Linked DNA regions of Ovis aries: region 2 is linked to region 1. The links are chromatin contacts, called in public Hi-C maps. All regions are on one chromosome and are shown on one strand. The core of a region is the stretch at or near the end of the contact, and the rest is flanking DNA. Distances in the headings are between cores, read along the strand shown.

Region 1 (7,444 bases), core at 1,490-3,989:
GCAAAGGTAGTCAGGAATGGCGCTGAGCTTGTGAGCCAGCTCAGTCTGCCCTGTGATATAACTTCTGAAACACCCCTCTTTACGTTTGGAGCCAACTTTATTAGAGAAATCTATTGATTGGGGAATGGTTAGGGAGGAGGGATGCTCACATGATTTAACACTTGATGGGCTCTAAAAAAAATAAGGAAGAGCCTTTGAGCTTTAGCACATTCATCGTTCCAAAGACACGTTACCAAAATGAATGTATGCAACTCTACTGTATGTGAGACTCTGGGGCACAATAGCCTAGATTCTGTGAAACAAAAAGGCATTTCTCCTGCCTCCACTGTGTCTCTTGTGGTGCCATTGTCTGATGCTAAGAACTCACATAATAACAAAAAACAATGCCCCTATGATGGGAGGGAAGACTTGATTTGGCACCAGCAGTGGTGTTTTCCATGGGAATGATGGTGGGGGCTGTGGCTGACTGTGGGAATAGTGCAAATCAGCACTTTTTTGTAGATTTTCTTCAAGCCATTGTTTATTTTGGCTTTGGTCAGATCCGTGGCCCAGCTTGAAGATTCCCACTGGGCTTTCTGAAGCTCACAGACCTATGAGAGATGAAACAGGGATAAATAAATAATGACAAAACACTCTACCCCTGCCCTGGCACTCATGTGTGGGGTGTGCCTATCTTGCTGGGTGTGTATACATGCAGATTGCAGTACAGTATATGTACACATTTGGCCCACACCTCCACCAGGGAATCAGAAACCAAGGTTTTCTCTGGGCTTAGAAAGTTCTTTGTCTCACTTTCACCAGGGGCAAGGGAGATCAATTTTTGCAAAATGGCATTGGATAAAACTTGTTTATACTTCCTAAAGTCCTTTGATGTTTATAGATTTAAAAATATGAGTAAATCAGATTGTGGTTCCAACAGAACAAAAAGTAAATAGCTGTTGTGAAGATGGAAAAAAAGTGAAGTGAAACCGTTAGTCGCTCAGTCACGTCCAACTCTTTGTGACCCCATGGACTGTAGCCTGCCAGGCTCCTCTGTCCATGGAATTCTCCAGCCAAGAATACTGGAATGAGTTTCCATTCCCTTCTCCAGGGAATCTTCCCAACCCAGGGATCGAACCCAGGTCTCCTGCACTGCAGGCAGATTCCTTACCAGGGAATGAGCCACCAGTGAAGGTGAACTTTTATCTCACACCTTTTAGGAGCTTCTTCTCTACCCTAGCTAAAGGATGCAGAGATCAATCAAGATGGAAGATGAGCAGGGAATATGTGTAATATGATCATATTATGGTCCAAAATGTGAATATATCGGCTTTAAAATGCCAAATACTGATTCAGCAGCAGGTTATTGGAGTCTAAAAATACACAATACTTCAATGAGGGTGCATGAATTTATTTTACATATATATATAGTGTTTTCTACAAAGAAACACACTTTCTCTCCTTTTCTCCAAAAGTTTTCATTTCCAGGAAAAGTCTTCCTGACAAGTGTGTGTGAAGCTGTCTCTAAGCAGAGTGGCTGGGTTGCACAACTCCAGGGGGCAGCATTCACTGTGTCTTCTGTATAAATGGTTTCCCTGGAGGAAACCTCCAGGAGACCTTGCAAGGCAACAATATTTAGATAGGCTTATTGCACAGATGTTTTTCAACAAAGTGCAGGAGAGTCTTGTTTCCTATAACTTATTTCTCCTTTTAGCTGCCAAGTAGGGGACTCAGGTTCTTATCTGGGTCTGTATTGGAAGAAAAAGATCATACTATGAGCATGCTGACTGCAGATATAATTTAATCAACTCATGAATCTTATCAGAGGTTTCATGGATGGGGAAACAGGCTGAGAGAGGTTAGGGGACTTGCCCAGGCACACTCACAGTCCAGTCTGTGTGCAGCAGAGCTGGGGCTTGAATGCCTCTCTATGGCATTCCCCAACGGCCCTGACTGCCACCACACTTCCCAGGCCTGGAAAGCATCCATGGTTCCTGCAGACCCTGAATGGTCTGCACTGGCAATGGAACAGTGTCGCCTAGGGTAGGGGTCTTCAGAACCAAAAGGTGGAATTCAGCCACGGTAGGGGTGGGAAGTTCCTGGGCTGCCACGTCCGCCTTTCTGCCAAATAAAATAAAAGAGAGCCAGGTGTGGAGGCTCCCTACTGTGAGCTTTGCACAGCTGGACTAAGGCTGGGAAGAGGAGTGTGGGGAGAGACGCTTCCATCTCCTCCCCCTTCCTGGAAAATAACTCTGCATTTGAAGGGAGAAAGAAAGAGTGAGTAAATTTGTAACTGGGATTTGGTGGCCTGGGGATTTCATTTGGCCCTGTGAAGGCAGATTTCTGTGCCTCTGTGTGTGTGCGTGTGCGTGTACGTGTGTGTGTGTGTGTGTATGTAGGAGTGTGTCTATTGAGGGGAGAGAACTTGAGGTAACGTGTATGATTTTTTTGGACTGGACTTTTATTTTTTAAGTCATAGCAGCTACCGTTGGAATCTAGTATGTGGTGCCAGGCATTGGTATTATTTTCACGTGAAGTAAAAGAACAACAGTTTAATAGTTTGTTTTTCTGTGGGTACGCTCCGAGCCCTCGAGTATTTTTTCCATTTGGGTTTAAATACTACGCTCTACAATGTGATAAGATTGGGGAGAGGCGGGGTAGTATGCCAGGACTGGCAGGGGGCGGTCCCTGCCTCGCTTGTCTCCGCCTTTCATTTTGACCAGTCCGATGGCGACAGGCTCGCACTAGGACCCAGGCGCCAGAGCGCCTCCGTCTGTCCTGTAGGTTCATTCAATCTCCCATACACACAGACCCACAGCGAGACCGACACACACTCACACACACTCAAACACACAACAGCACGCAGCGAGGCTCGGGAAGTCAGGTCGCCTTCTTGCCTCGGCGCCTTCTTCGCTCCAGCCAGCCGGCTTTCCCCCGGGGCCCGGAGCTTGGCCGGGCCGCGCAGCCCCGAAAGAGGACGAGCTCGGCGGACCCCGCGGTCCCTCCATGGGCAAACGCGGGCGGCCGCGCAAGGAGGCGCGCTGCGAGGGCGCGGGGCTGGCCCCCGCCGCGCCCCCGGCCGTGACCGCGCCCCAGCCCCCGGCCCAGCCGGAGGAGCCCGCGGGGGCCAAGCTCAGGTGCCCCTTCTCGGACATTTTCAACACCAGCGAGAACTCGATGGAGAAGCACATCAACACTTTTCTGCAGAACGTGCAGATTCTGCTCGAGGCCGCCAGCTACCTGGAGCAGATCGAGAAAGAAAACAAAAGTAAGTTTGGGGGCCCTGGCTCCTCTTCGGCGCCGGGCTCTTTCTTCCTCGCCCACTTGGGCGACCCCTGACGCCTGCTTAGCCCCCCTCTCCCCAACACACTCACATCTAGCCCTCGGCAGTAAAGCCGATGACACCGGAGAAAGGACACGCACGCACAAAGCTGCTAAAGATGTAACAAAGACGAGCAGGGGGTAGGCGGGGGGGTGGGGGGGGGGGGGGGGGGTGCTGTCGGTGCGTCAGTCTGTCCGTCTCCGGGAGGGTGGGAGAACCGCTGGGCCGAGGAGCGGGGGAGTGTTGTTGTTTGCTGACAACTGAGCCGAGAGCTCATCTCTTCGAGGTCGCGTTTCTTACTTTTTTTTTTTTTTTCCTCTCTCCTTTTTTTTTTTTCCCCCGGAGCCTTCTCGGGCAGACAAGTGTTGTTTTTCCGTCGCTCGTTCCTGGGTGGGGTGGGGATTACAAGACGAAAGTTGGAAACTGTAGGCAGAGCTCGGCGGTTCCAGAAAGAAAACACATAGACACACGACAACGATAACAACAAGCAAACAGCCCTCCACGGCGTGGGCTCCGGCTGGCTCGGCTCTGCTTCTTCCTCCTGTCTACTTTGCCTTTTCCTCTCTTCTCGCTGCAAGGCTGGGCTCAGGCCATCGCGTCCACGGAGACAGTGCCCCTGCGCCTCTGCTGCCCTAGGTGCCCCTGCCCCCGACTCCCCCCACCCCCAAAGAAACAGGCCGGCAAAACCAAGCACCGCCAGCAGCTCGCCCGGGACCCGCGGTGCTGCGCCCGGGAAACTTGGCGAGGGGGACTCAGCGAGAAGGAAACTTTGGGATCTCGCAGGAAACAATAGTTGTGGAAGAAGGTGTGGGCTGTTATGTGCTGTTTCTTTATTTTCCGGGATACGGCTCCCGAGTGAGCGCGCTGGGCGAGGAAGGCAGATGCCTTCCTGGTGGCTTTCTACTGCTCCCCCAACCCCCACCCCAGATTCAGGTGGAGAGAGATGGTTGCGGGCGGGGGTGGGGGGGGCGGGCTGGGAGCCCCACCCCGGCCTGGCCTCCTTTTTCATATTTGTTTGTTTCATTTTTGCCTGGGTCCCCCAATCCTCCCCACGCCGTCGCCTCAGCGCCCTAACGGGGGCACGCGAGTGCGGCGTCTCCAGCACGGTTCTCACAAATAATAGCTGCGAGGAGGAAGGGGCCGAGGCGGACAGGCCACAGACTAGAGAAAAGCTAGCTGTTTAATCTGTCCGAGCAAGTAGGAAGATCAATGAGATGAGAGAAAAAGAGGGGGGGGGGGTGAGAGAAAGAAAGGGAGAAAAATGGTCCGATTGCAACGTGTCAAGTCTTGCAACCTAACCCCCCCAAACACAACAACAACCCTCAAACACAAAAACACCCTAGATGACCGACACCCCAGGCCTTCGGGGTTAAAGTAACCGCGTGATGGCAGCGAAATCGTGCAGTAGCTTAAGGCAAAAACAAGGATTTGTGTTGGGAGGTTGGTGGTGCGTTCTTTTCTTTTCTTCTGTCCCTGTTTTCTCGGGGTGCCTGGGTTACGAGAAAGGCGCATCGCCGGCGGTTGCAGCCGAATCAGTTTGCGATTATTCCGGGTGTCGGGTGGGGGGCAGTATGCCTTCGCCTGTAGGGTCAGAGCTGGTGGGGAGGTGGGTGAAGACATGGTTTTGTTTGGTGTGTTTGCTTTTGTTGGAGGGGGAGGGGCGTGATTTCTTACTCTAACCACCCCCCCCCGCCCGGGTCCCCCATTCCCCCGAGTCTGTCCCGTGGCGCCGGCTTTGGCGGGGGGGTGCACCCAAAAAGGGCACCTTGGCAGTGAGTGGCAAACCTGGTTTGCCCCCGCCCGGTCCCCTCTACAGAGGGGTGTACGAGAAGCTGCTGGAGCTTCCTCCGCGTCCCGCGTCCCCCGCCCCTCGCACTCGCAGACAATCGGAGACCTCTGTTCCCCACCTCGCCGCCCCCACCCTCGCTCCCCGACCGCCTCGGCCGCCGCCACCTCCTTGTTTACCCGGTGCCGGGGCTCCGGCGTGGCCACCAGTCACGTAAGCAAAGGGCCGGGCGCGCCGGGCCGGACTGCCCCGCACGGGGCGGGCCAGAGGTAGTGGAGCCGGGCTCCGGGGACCGTGCAAGCCAAGGGGCTTCCTCCCGGTCCCCTTACGGAGGCATCCGCGCTGCCACCCCCCGAGAGGGGCTTGGGAACCTGGGCGCCCTCAACTTCGAGTGCATAATCAGCCCCTCGGCCCGGTTGCCCTCCTCCTCCGGCCGGCTCCCCGCTGGAGTATTTTTAGCTCTCTTGCCTCTTTTCGCAGCCGCTGTTTGGCTCAGCATGACGTGATGCCAGCGGCCCCCAGATTTCCCCGAGAGTGGGGACCCTGTTCTAGGCCCTAGCCCCCTCCCCACGAACTCACGCAGGGGAGGGGGACCTGCAGCAAACTATGGGGCGACCGTCCACAGGGCCTTCTATTATCTCCTTTGCAAACTGGAGCGGCCCACGGGGGCCACTTTATTTTCCCCACTCTCGCCTCCGCTCCGGCCCGGGTCTAGGTCTCCCCGTACGGAAAACAACGGGCCCTACATCTGCCTCATTTAATCGGGGGTGCTTCTTCGCGCTGGCGGCGCTCGCGGTTGTTTTCTGCTCGATGCACACAATGCCCGCGCGTCACGGCGGTCCGCGTGTGCACAGCAATAACGCGAGTGTGGGGGCGGGTCGTGCGTGCGCCGGGCTCGGGCACTGAGGGTTCCTCCGCGCGCGCGGGGCTTGTTTTGCTTCAGAGCCCCGAAACGCTTACATCATTCAGTCGTTAGGGGAGGGAGGGGAATCTAGGCGTTCCGATAGGATTCCAACATTTCTCAGGTCCCTCCCTGGTTTTTGGAAGGAAGCAAGGACCCTAGCTGTTTATTTTTATGATGGTGGCGGGACTCAAGGTTTGTTTGTTGGGTAAGGTTTGTTTCTGGTTTTAGGTCACTACTGCAAACGACAATACTGGCCGGCTCAGGTGCACAACCTCCTCGCTTTCATTTCAGACAGTTCTGTAATCACTTGATCTCAGTTTCTCCGCCTCCACCACTTCCCCCTCCCAGCGAGAGACACATGGTTTCCACATGGAGACAAACTTCTTTCCTCTGACTGGACTTGACCTAGCAGCATCGCTCAGCCAATCGGCAGCCTCAGCTTCCCCTGACGTCATGCGTTGCTGAGGCCAGAGACTGGGGGGTGGAGCCTGGAGGCAAGCCAGAAAATCTCTGGGAGCTGTAGTGCGGCCAGCTGGTTCAATCCCTCCTTAAAGGGACGCTCTTCACCCCGAGAAGGGTATTGAACCTCAATTCTCCATTTCGGGTTCTGTGAGACATTCTCGAAATGCACCGATAGGCCCTGGTCACGAGTTCACACGTTCCGCTTTTACTGTGTGCAAAAAAGTACTTACTTGGCAGGAGCTTGCCTTATTTTCCATTGTCACCAGAACTGCTTTTCATTGCCTCGTTGAGGTTTCCGTACTAGGAGAGCTCACCAAGTGTGTCCACAGTGGTGAGTTATTCTCAGTATATATGATGAGTTTTCTTGGGGTGTTCAAATTGACTCAGCACTGACTGCTCTGTGCAAGGCAAGGATTCCCTAGAAGATGCAAGTACATTCTCCCAAACTTCCAACTTCCTCCCTAAGAACCTCAAATTAAAAGCCTCCAGAAATATTAATTATGGATACTGTGACCCTGTTATCACAAATTCAGAAATTATATGTAAATAACCTGACATAGGGTCCAGTGAAGGGGTAGCAATTTAGGACTGACCAGTTGAAAAAAAAATTTACTTCCTGTTTTGGAAAAGGTGAAAAACGAAAGAGAAAAAGAAATTAATTCACAAAGGGGTGTTCTGTGCATAAAAGTTGTTAAGCATGCAAGCAGAATCTACAGGACACAAGAGGGCTTCCCAGTGTCTAGGGAAGGTGGCTTGGGGGCAATGCTTAAGATAGAAAAGAATGATTAAATGGGAGTAGAAGCCTTGGGTGGCTCTCTGGAGTGCATTACCTGGGTTGGAAGGTGAGGTGCTTTCCTAGGGGCATGGACAGGCCAAAGAACAGCCTCTGCCTGCTGACAGAGTAAGCTGTGGCGGTATGGTGTCATTTGGCCCCACCCTGCCTTCCCAACTTAATCTCCTCTACTCCTGTCCAGCAGGTCCACCGGCAAGC
Region 2 (7,444 bases), core at 1,940-4,439, 340 kb after region 1:
TGACTCGATGGATGTGAGTCTGAGTGAACTCCGGGAGTTGGTGATGGACAAGGAGGCCTGGCGTGCTGCGAATCATGGGGTCTCAAAGAGTCGGACACGACTGAGCAACTGAACTGAACTGAACTTTATTGTATGGATTGAGCACATTTTACTCATCTACCAGTTGATTGACATTTAAGTTATTTCTACCTTTTAGCTGTTAAGAATAACGCTGCTATGGACATTCATATACACATTTTTGTGCGGAAGTTTTCATTTCTCTTGCATATATACCTAGAAATGAAACTGTGAGTCATGTGGTAATTCCACATCTAAATTTTCGAGGAACAAAGTGGCTGCAACATTTGACATTCCCAGCAGCAGTAAGACAGTTCCAATTTCTCCATATCCAAGCTAACACCTGTCATTGTCTGTCTTTTTTATTCTAGCTATCCTAGTGCGTATGAAGTGGTAGCTGACTGTGGCTAATGATGGTGAGCATCTTTTCATAAGTTTACTGACCACTTGGGAAAACGTGTATTCAAATCTTTTACCCATTTTTAAATCAAGTTGTCTTCTTATTGTTATTGTAAGAGTTCTTATATATTTCAGAAACAAGTCCCTTTTCAAATATATCAATAAAATTCACAAGTATTTTCTTCTTGTTTTATTTGTTTAGATGCACAAAAGTTTTGTTTTGTTTTGGTTTTCCAGCTGTGCTGAGTCTTTGTTGCTGTGCACAGCTTTCATGCTTTTCTCTCCAGCTGCAGAGGGTGGTGGTGTGGGTGGCGGGGGGAAGTTGCTACTCTTTCTTGCACTATGAGGGCTTCTCATTGTGGTGGCTTCTTTTGTTGAGAAGCACAGGCCCTAGAGTGTGCAGGGTTCAGTAGCTATGGCTTGCAGGCTCTAAAGTACAGGCTCAGTAGTTGTGGCATACGGGCTTAATTGCTCCAGGGCACATGGGATCTTCCCAGACCAGAAATGGAACTGGTGTCCCTTGCATTGGCAGACAGATTCTTAATCACTGGACCACCAGGGAAGTCCCTGCACAAAAGTTTTCATAGAGTATAAATTATGTTTCTTTCATCGCTTGTGCTTTTAGTGTCATGTTTAAGAAACCATTGCCTGATTTATAGTCACAAAGATTTACTCCTACATTATCATCTACGATTTTCTATTTTTAGCCCTTACATTTAAGGAGTCTATGGTTACAGCTAAGACCACCTTGTTCCTAGGAGTGAAATAGGCAGCCAGTTGTGGTAGAGGTTCATTTACATACTATATTAGATTAGGTTTAGGTGAGTGGAGGCTGATGTCAGTCACCACAGCAGAAAAATCACAACCTTTCACCCAGTTTATAGACTTTAGCCAGATCCCACACCACAGCCCATAAACCGAACAGAAGGCTGGGTCCTGAGCAAGGTGTATTCCTCCTGCAAATATATTCAGTATATTTATTCCTCCAATCTGACCCTGAAAGTTATCAGAGTAACTGACCCATCGGAGAAAGGGAGCAGTTAGATTTTTGAGTGTTACTGAATCCAGGCAGGACCCTGGGGGCCCTGCCTCATACCAAAAACCTGTGTCTCCCATTTCTTGTTTGTAAGAAAAAGGCTTCAGCCTCCTAGATTTTCCCTGGATTCCAAAGGGGATACTCAAAGTTACTAACTAGGGGAGTGAAGGAATGTAGAAAGAAATTAAAAGGAGGCAAGAAACAATAGAGCAGTGATGGGGAGGGGTCCTGGTTCTTTTTCAAGGTACACACACTACAATCTGGTACACATCTCTTGAGTTCTTCTACAGGCACTAAGTCCCCCAGGCAGATCAAGAACGGTAAATGAAGGCTGAGCGCAAGCATGTGGACCCCCGACTGGCTGGAACAAGAGGGCTAATTGAGAGTCCTGGAATATCACCGTTACTATACCAGGTCACACACCTCTGCAGCCCTTCCTCCAAAATTTGCTTATCAAAACTCTTCCCAGAAAACCATTGGGTAGTTTGTGCTTTTTGAACATAAGCTGCCCCATTCTCCTCGCAATGAATCTTTCTCTGCTCCAAACTAAAACTTTTCAGTTTGTTTGGTCTCATCACGGAAGTAATACTCAAAGTCGCAAAAACCAGCGACTTCCATCTCTTCTCCTAAGGGCCGGTTTGACTTTCCTAAAAGTGGTATGTTTTCCCTGAAGTGCTCTTTTTCTTTCCCTTGCCTCCTCTAATAAGTCATTTGTTTTCCCTGAAGTGTCCCTGTCCTCTTCATCTATTAAAAAGGTACATACATAAAGTCTTCTTCCAGCACCAAGAGGCGTTGACAGGGACGAAGTTAGTCATTTGAAATAGCTCAATGTAGAAATAATCAGCGCTAGAACTGTCCGCCGTAGCGGGACGGGTGGCGAGGACCGACCAACTTGAGTGCTGAGTGGCAGGTAATTTTACAGCGGCCCAGAGATCCGAGTTTTTCTCCTGCGATTGGTGCAGATCAGATACGCCCAGGGTTGCCACTAGCACCTCCAAGCTTTTAGGCTGTTAGGAAAAAAAGGGGGGGAGGGGTTTTAATCTTAAATAAATCTTTGCGTTCCAGTTGTCCAATCTGCCTAGATTTATACCAATTGGCAGAGCAGTAACAGCTCTGGGATATTAATAACTATGACATTATTAAAATTAATTTTCTAGCGTCAAGTCCCTTTGGGGCTGTCCTGAGAGTGGGGAGTCCAGAGTCAGCGGGGGCCATTCTAAGTTACACAAGAGAGAGAATAATAGAGGACCAGGGGTTCTGCCCCCCGAGTTTCCCCCCAGGTCGTGTACACTACAGGTTCGGGCAGCCGCGCCGCCCGCCCCAGCTCGGTATTTCCAAACAGCGCGAGACCACGGGGCCGTCAACTCGCACGGCTACTGGCGCTTGGACACCCTCTCTCAGCTTTGGCGCCGAACCTTTCGCCACCTTGTGGCCGCAACCATTGGCTGCCCGCTCGGAGGGTATACAGGTCAATCTCACGACCAAGGCTTTTCCGAATGAAGTTTCCGACTACTTCTCAGGGAAAATTCATTGAAAAATTGAGGAGTCACATGAAATTCAGCTAGCGACATCGCAGAAGGCTCTTTTGCTAAAAATACAGAGCAGATCTGACTCTGATTCCCCCCACGTTCCGAGGGAAGCTGCGAGGGTGGTTCCGTCCGAGGCGGGGACTCCGCCTCCATGGGCGCCGCCATTTTGTTTGGCTCGAGGGGTGCAAGCGGCGCCTTGGGGGGTGGGGTCGTTTAGGCGCCTCACCTAACCCCGCTGCCGAGTTGTTGCTGCTCGCCGGGAGCCCTTCTCGCCGGCCAGGGGCACGGAACCATGTACATAAAGCAGGTGAGGCCTGTGCGTCCCTCCCGCCCCTCAGGGGCTCGTGAGGACAGCTCCTGTCGGGGGTGTTGCTTCTTGCAGGGTGGCGCGGGGCTGGACAGGGACTGTGGGGGAGGGGCGCAGCTCGGGGCGCCCCTTTGCAGCCCGAGCCGCCCCTTTGCAGCCCGAGCCTCTCCGCAGGGCGCTTGTCTGAGGGAGGCGGGCTCTAGCGGAGAGAGCTGGAGGGGCTGGCGACGTGGGCCTTTTGGAGGGAACCGGGCCCTCCCGGGTGGACGAGAAGCAGCTTGGTCCTGTGGGGCTAGGCAGCCCCCTCGCGAGCCTTTTGCGTGGCGTGTGTGAAGAGAGGGTGTCCCCGGCCTCGGGACGCCTGTGGGGTCCAAGCTGGGTGTCAGCTTAGCCAGGGGCCTCGCTCCTCCCCGAGTTACCGGAGACGTGAAAGGGTCCCTCCTTCCTGCAGAATGTGTAGCGCCTCCTCATTCCGTTGTTTACTTTCTGTCAAAATGGTCTTCCCGCGCTGGAGGCCACCCCGAAAATGAGCCCATTCACACTCGTTAAGAGAAGTTTCTCGGCTGGATGTGTTGGACTCGGAGCAGTCCTGTCCTGGATGGGCGGCTCTTTTTTGGTCAGAGTGTGACTGAAAGGGGCGCCCAGGACCGCTGAGCCCCCCTGCATACTTGATAAGACTTTTATCCGGCCCTCTGATGGTTAGTGTTCCAGCCAGCCTTACCCAGTGTATTTGATTTTGAGCGCTCCCTAACAGGTTACTAATTATAACTTCTCTTAAGCAACACTGGTAGTGGTTACTGATATACGGGCAGTTTTAAGAAGATTTTTAAATCATTTTCCAAGATAAATTTTTCTTCTCTGACATGGGAATTTTTCTATTTGGCATTAAATGGGAAACCAGAAAGGGAAGGAGGGCAAAAGGAAAATACTAGCTTAGAGGTTATTTCTTTTGGGGCATGTTATTTCTTTCTGAAAAAAATCTCTCTTCTGTTTGTTAGGTTATTATCCAGGGTTTTCGAAGTTATAGAGATCAAACAATTGTAGACCCGTTCAGTTCAAAACATAATGTTATTGGTAAGTGTTCATGGTTCACTCTTGTCAGTTTTCTGTCTACATAGTCGTTTAAATTTGCCTACATTAGGCTTAAGGAGACAGGAATTGTCTTAATATTACATAAATTTGTATTTTTTTTTCTGTGTGAATACTTTTATCTGCACTGATGAAATTGCTTCCTTTTTACGTTTAAAAATACTTGGATAAGACAGAGTATTCATTTTTATTTGGTAGCCTTGTGTGTATGTGTTTTAATAGATTTAAGTTTATAGTGAATGGCACTAAATTTAGCATTTCAGCTATTCTTGGTATGTCATTTCCTACTTTAAAAGTGGTCACTATTGCCTTATTTCAAAGATGACCATTCTTTATTCACAAATTAGGTTGTTCTAAGACATTTTTTTTTCCCCATTATAATGTCCAAGGACAGACCATGCAGCTTGATAGGAAAAGCATAAACTTTGGATCATGGCAGAATGGGATTCAAATCCCAGTTCTGCTATGTATTCTTCAGACTTCCTGATGCTTCAGTTTTCTCACTTGGAAAGTGGAAATAATGATACATGTTTCTTAGGGCTGTTGGGAACATTAAATGAGAAAGCAATAATGTGAGGATAAGGGGGCTAATGGTGATTGTCCTTCAATATAATAATTAATATATAGGTTCTACAGATGATAGTGATACAGACAGCAGGTGTTTTCTGACCATCTGCTGAGTTTTTAAAGAACAGATTAAATGAGTGCTTCTAGACACCAGAAAGGAGAAGGCAATGGCACCCCACTCCAGTACTCTTGCCTGGAAAATCCCATGGGGTCGCTAAGATTCCGACACGACTGAGTGACTTCACTTTGACTTTTCACTTTCATGCATTGGAGAAGGAAATGGCAACCCATTCCAGTATTCTTGCCTGGAGAATCCCAGGGACAGGGGAGCCTGGTGGGCTGCCGTCTATGGGGTCTCACAGAGTCGGACATGCCTGAAGCGACTTAGCAGCAGCAGCAGCAGACACCAGAAAAGTATAGAATCGCTATCAACATAGATTTCAGCCCTACAGTGTCCTAGTTGGCTTGGTCTGCCACAACAAAATGTCATAGACTAGATGGCTTAAACAACAGGGATTTATTTTTTCACTGCTCTGGAGAACCTTTGTTTGAACCTCTCCCTCTTGAAAGAGCAGTCCTACCATAAAGGCCTCACTCCTAACCTCATGTAAATTACCTCCCAAAGACCCCTTATCTCCAAAAAGCTTCACATAGTAGGGTTAGGGCTTTAACATATGAATTAGGGGTCAGGGAGAGTATGTACCATGGAGTCCATAGCTTGAGGTAAGATTCATACTGTTGACTAAAAAAAATGCATGAGTTGGGAATTAAGTTTTATTTGGGGCAAAATGAGGACTGCAGCCCAGGAGATAAGCACCTCAGATAACTCTGTGAGACTGCTCCAAAGAGACAGTGGGGGAAGGTCAGTCTCTTAAGATTTTGGTGAAGGGGAAGTTCAGTGCATTCAAGCCTTTTGGTGGTTATTCAGTCGCTAAATTGTGTCTGACTCTTTGTGACCCCATGGAGTGCAGCATGCCAGCCTTCCCTGTCCTTTACCATCTCCTGGAATTTGCTCCGACTCCTGTCCATCGAGTTGGTGATGCGATCCAACCATCTCATTTCTGTCACCCCCTTCTCCTCCTGCCTTCAATCTTTCCCGGCATCAGGGTCTTTTCTAATAAGTTGGCCGTTCTCATCAGGTGGCCAAAGTATTGGAGCTTCAGCTTCAACATCAGTCCTTACAGTAAGTATTCAGAATTGATTTTCTTTAGGATTGACTGGTTTGATCTCCTTGCAGTACAAGGGACTCCCAAGAGTCTTCTCCATCACCACAGTTCAAAAGCATCAATTCTTGGTGCTCAGCCTTCTTTATGGTCCAACTCTCACATCCATACACGACTACTGGAAAAACCATAGCTTTGACTAGGCAGACCTTTGTAGGCAAAGTAATGTCTGCTTTTAATATGCTGTCTAGGTTAGTCATAGCTTTTCTTCCAAGAAGAAAGCGTCTTTTAATTTCATGGCTGCAGTCACCATCTGCAGTGATTTTGGAGCCCTGAAAAATAAAGTCTCACTGTTTCCATTGTTTCCCCATCTATTTGCCATGAAAAGATGGGACCGGATGCCATGGTCGTCGTTTTTTGAATGTTGAGTATTAAGCCAGCTTTTTCACTCTCCTCTTTCACCTTCAGCAAGAGGCTCTTCAGTTCTTCTTCGCTTTCTGCCATAAGGGTGGTATATCATCTGCATATCTGAGGTGATTGATATTTCTCCCGGCAATCTTGATTCCAGCCTATGCTTCATCCAGCCCATGCTTCATCCAGCCCAGCATTTCTCATGATGTACTCTGCATATAAGTTAAATAAGCAGGGTGAAAATATACAGCCTTGATGCACTCCTTTCCCTATTTTGAACCAGTCCATTGTTCCATGTTGAGTTCTAACTGTTCTAACAGGTTTCTCTGGAGGCAGGTAAGGTGGTCTGGTAGTCTCATCTCTTGAAGAATTTTCCACAGTTTGTCGTGATGCACACAGTCAAAGGCTTTAGCGTAGTCAGTGAAGCAGAGGTGGATATTTTTTTGGAACTCTCTTGCTTTTCTTTGATCCAGTGGATGTTGGCAATTTGATCTCTGGTTCTTCTGACTTTTCTAAATCCAGCTTGAACATCTGGGAGTTCTCTGTTTAGGAGAACTGAAGCCTTGCTTGGAGAATTTTGAACATTACTTTGCAAGCGCTTACTTGACACAAAGTTTTTTGCTAGTCAGGAGGAGAGAATGTCATCATGAGGGATTTAGTTATTTTCTAGATCTGAAGAGATGCAGGGATTGGGATCATGAAATCAGTTCCTGAAAATATCTATCTGAAGACCTGGTGGGAAAGTGAGAGTGAGCACAGTGCCTGACTCTCCACCCTGAATTCAGCTGGGGGGGGGGGGGGGGTGGTTGCTGAAGGCCAGCAGCTGCAGCAGCACAGGGTTCCATCTCTGCAGAGGCAAATGGCAAATGCCCTTGTTGTTCTGTTG

What was found. A called contact is a pair of places that touch in the nucleus more often than the background predicts.
Region 2: a contact with region 1 is called in a Hi-C map of hypothalamus, with 3 times the contacts expected there. The contact joins the promoter of SMC3 here to the promoter of MXI1 in region 1. A contact is called at or near these places in 4 of 16 Hi-C or Micro-C datasets (hypothalamus, liver, muscle and 1 more).

What each region holds. Positions count from the first base shown.
Region 1 is chr22:30,307,937-30,315,380 of ARS-UI_Ramb_v3.0, forward strand. MXI1 (MAX interactor 1, dimerization protein) reads left to right here and starts at 2,740. Exons shown (of 6, transcript XM_027960481.3): 1 at 2,740-3,247. The coding sequence starts at 2,986. It overlaps LOC132658413 (a long non-coding RNA gene), which reads right to left. Exons shown (of 2, transcript XR_009598041.1): 2 at 4,861-7,444.
Region 2 is chr22:30,646,947-30,654,390 of ARS-UI_Ramb_v3.0, forward strand. It overlaps SMC3 (structural maintenance of chromosomes 3), which reads left to right and starts at 3,190. Exons shown (of 28, transcript XM_060404450.1): 1 at 3,190-3,328; 2 at 4,327-4,402. The coding sequence starts at 3,314.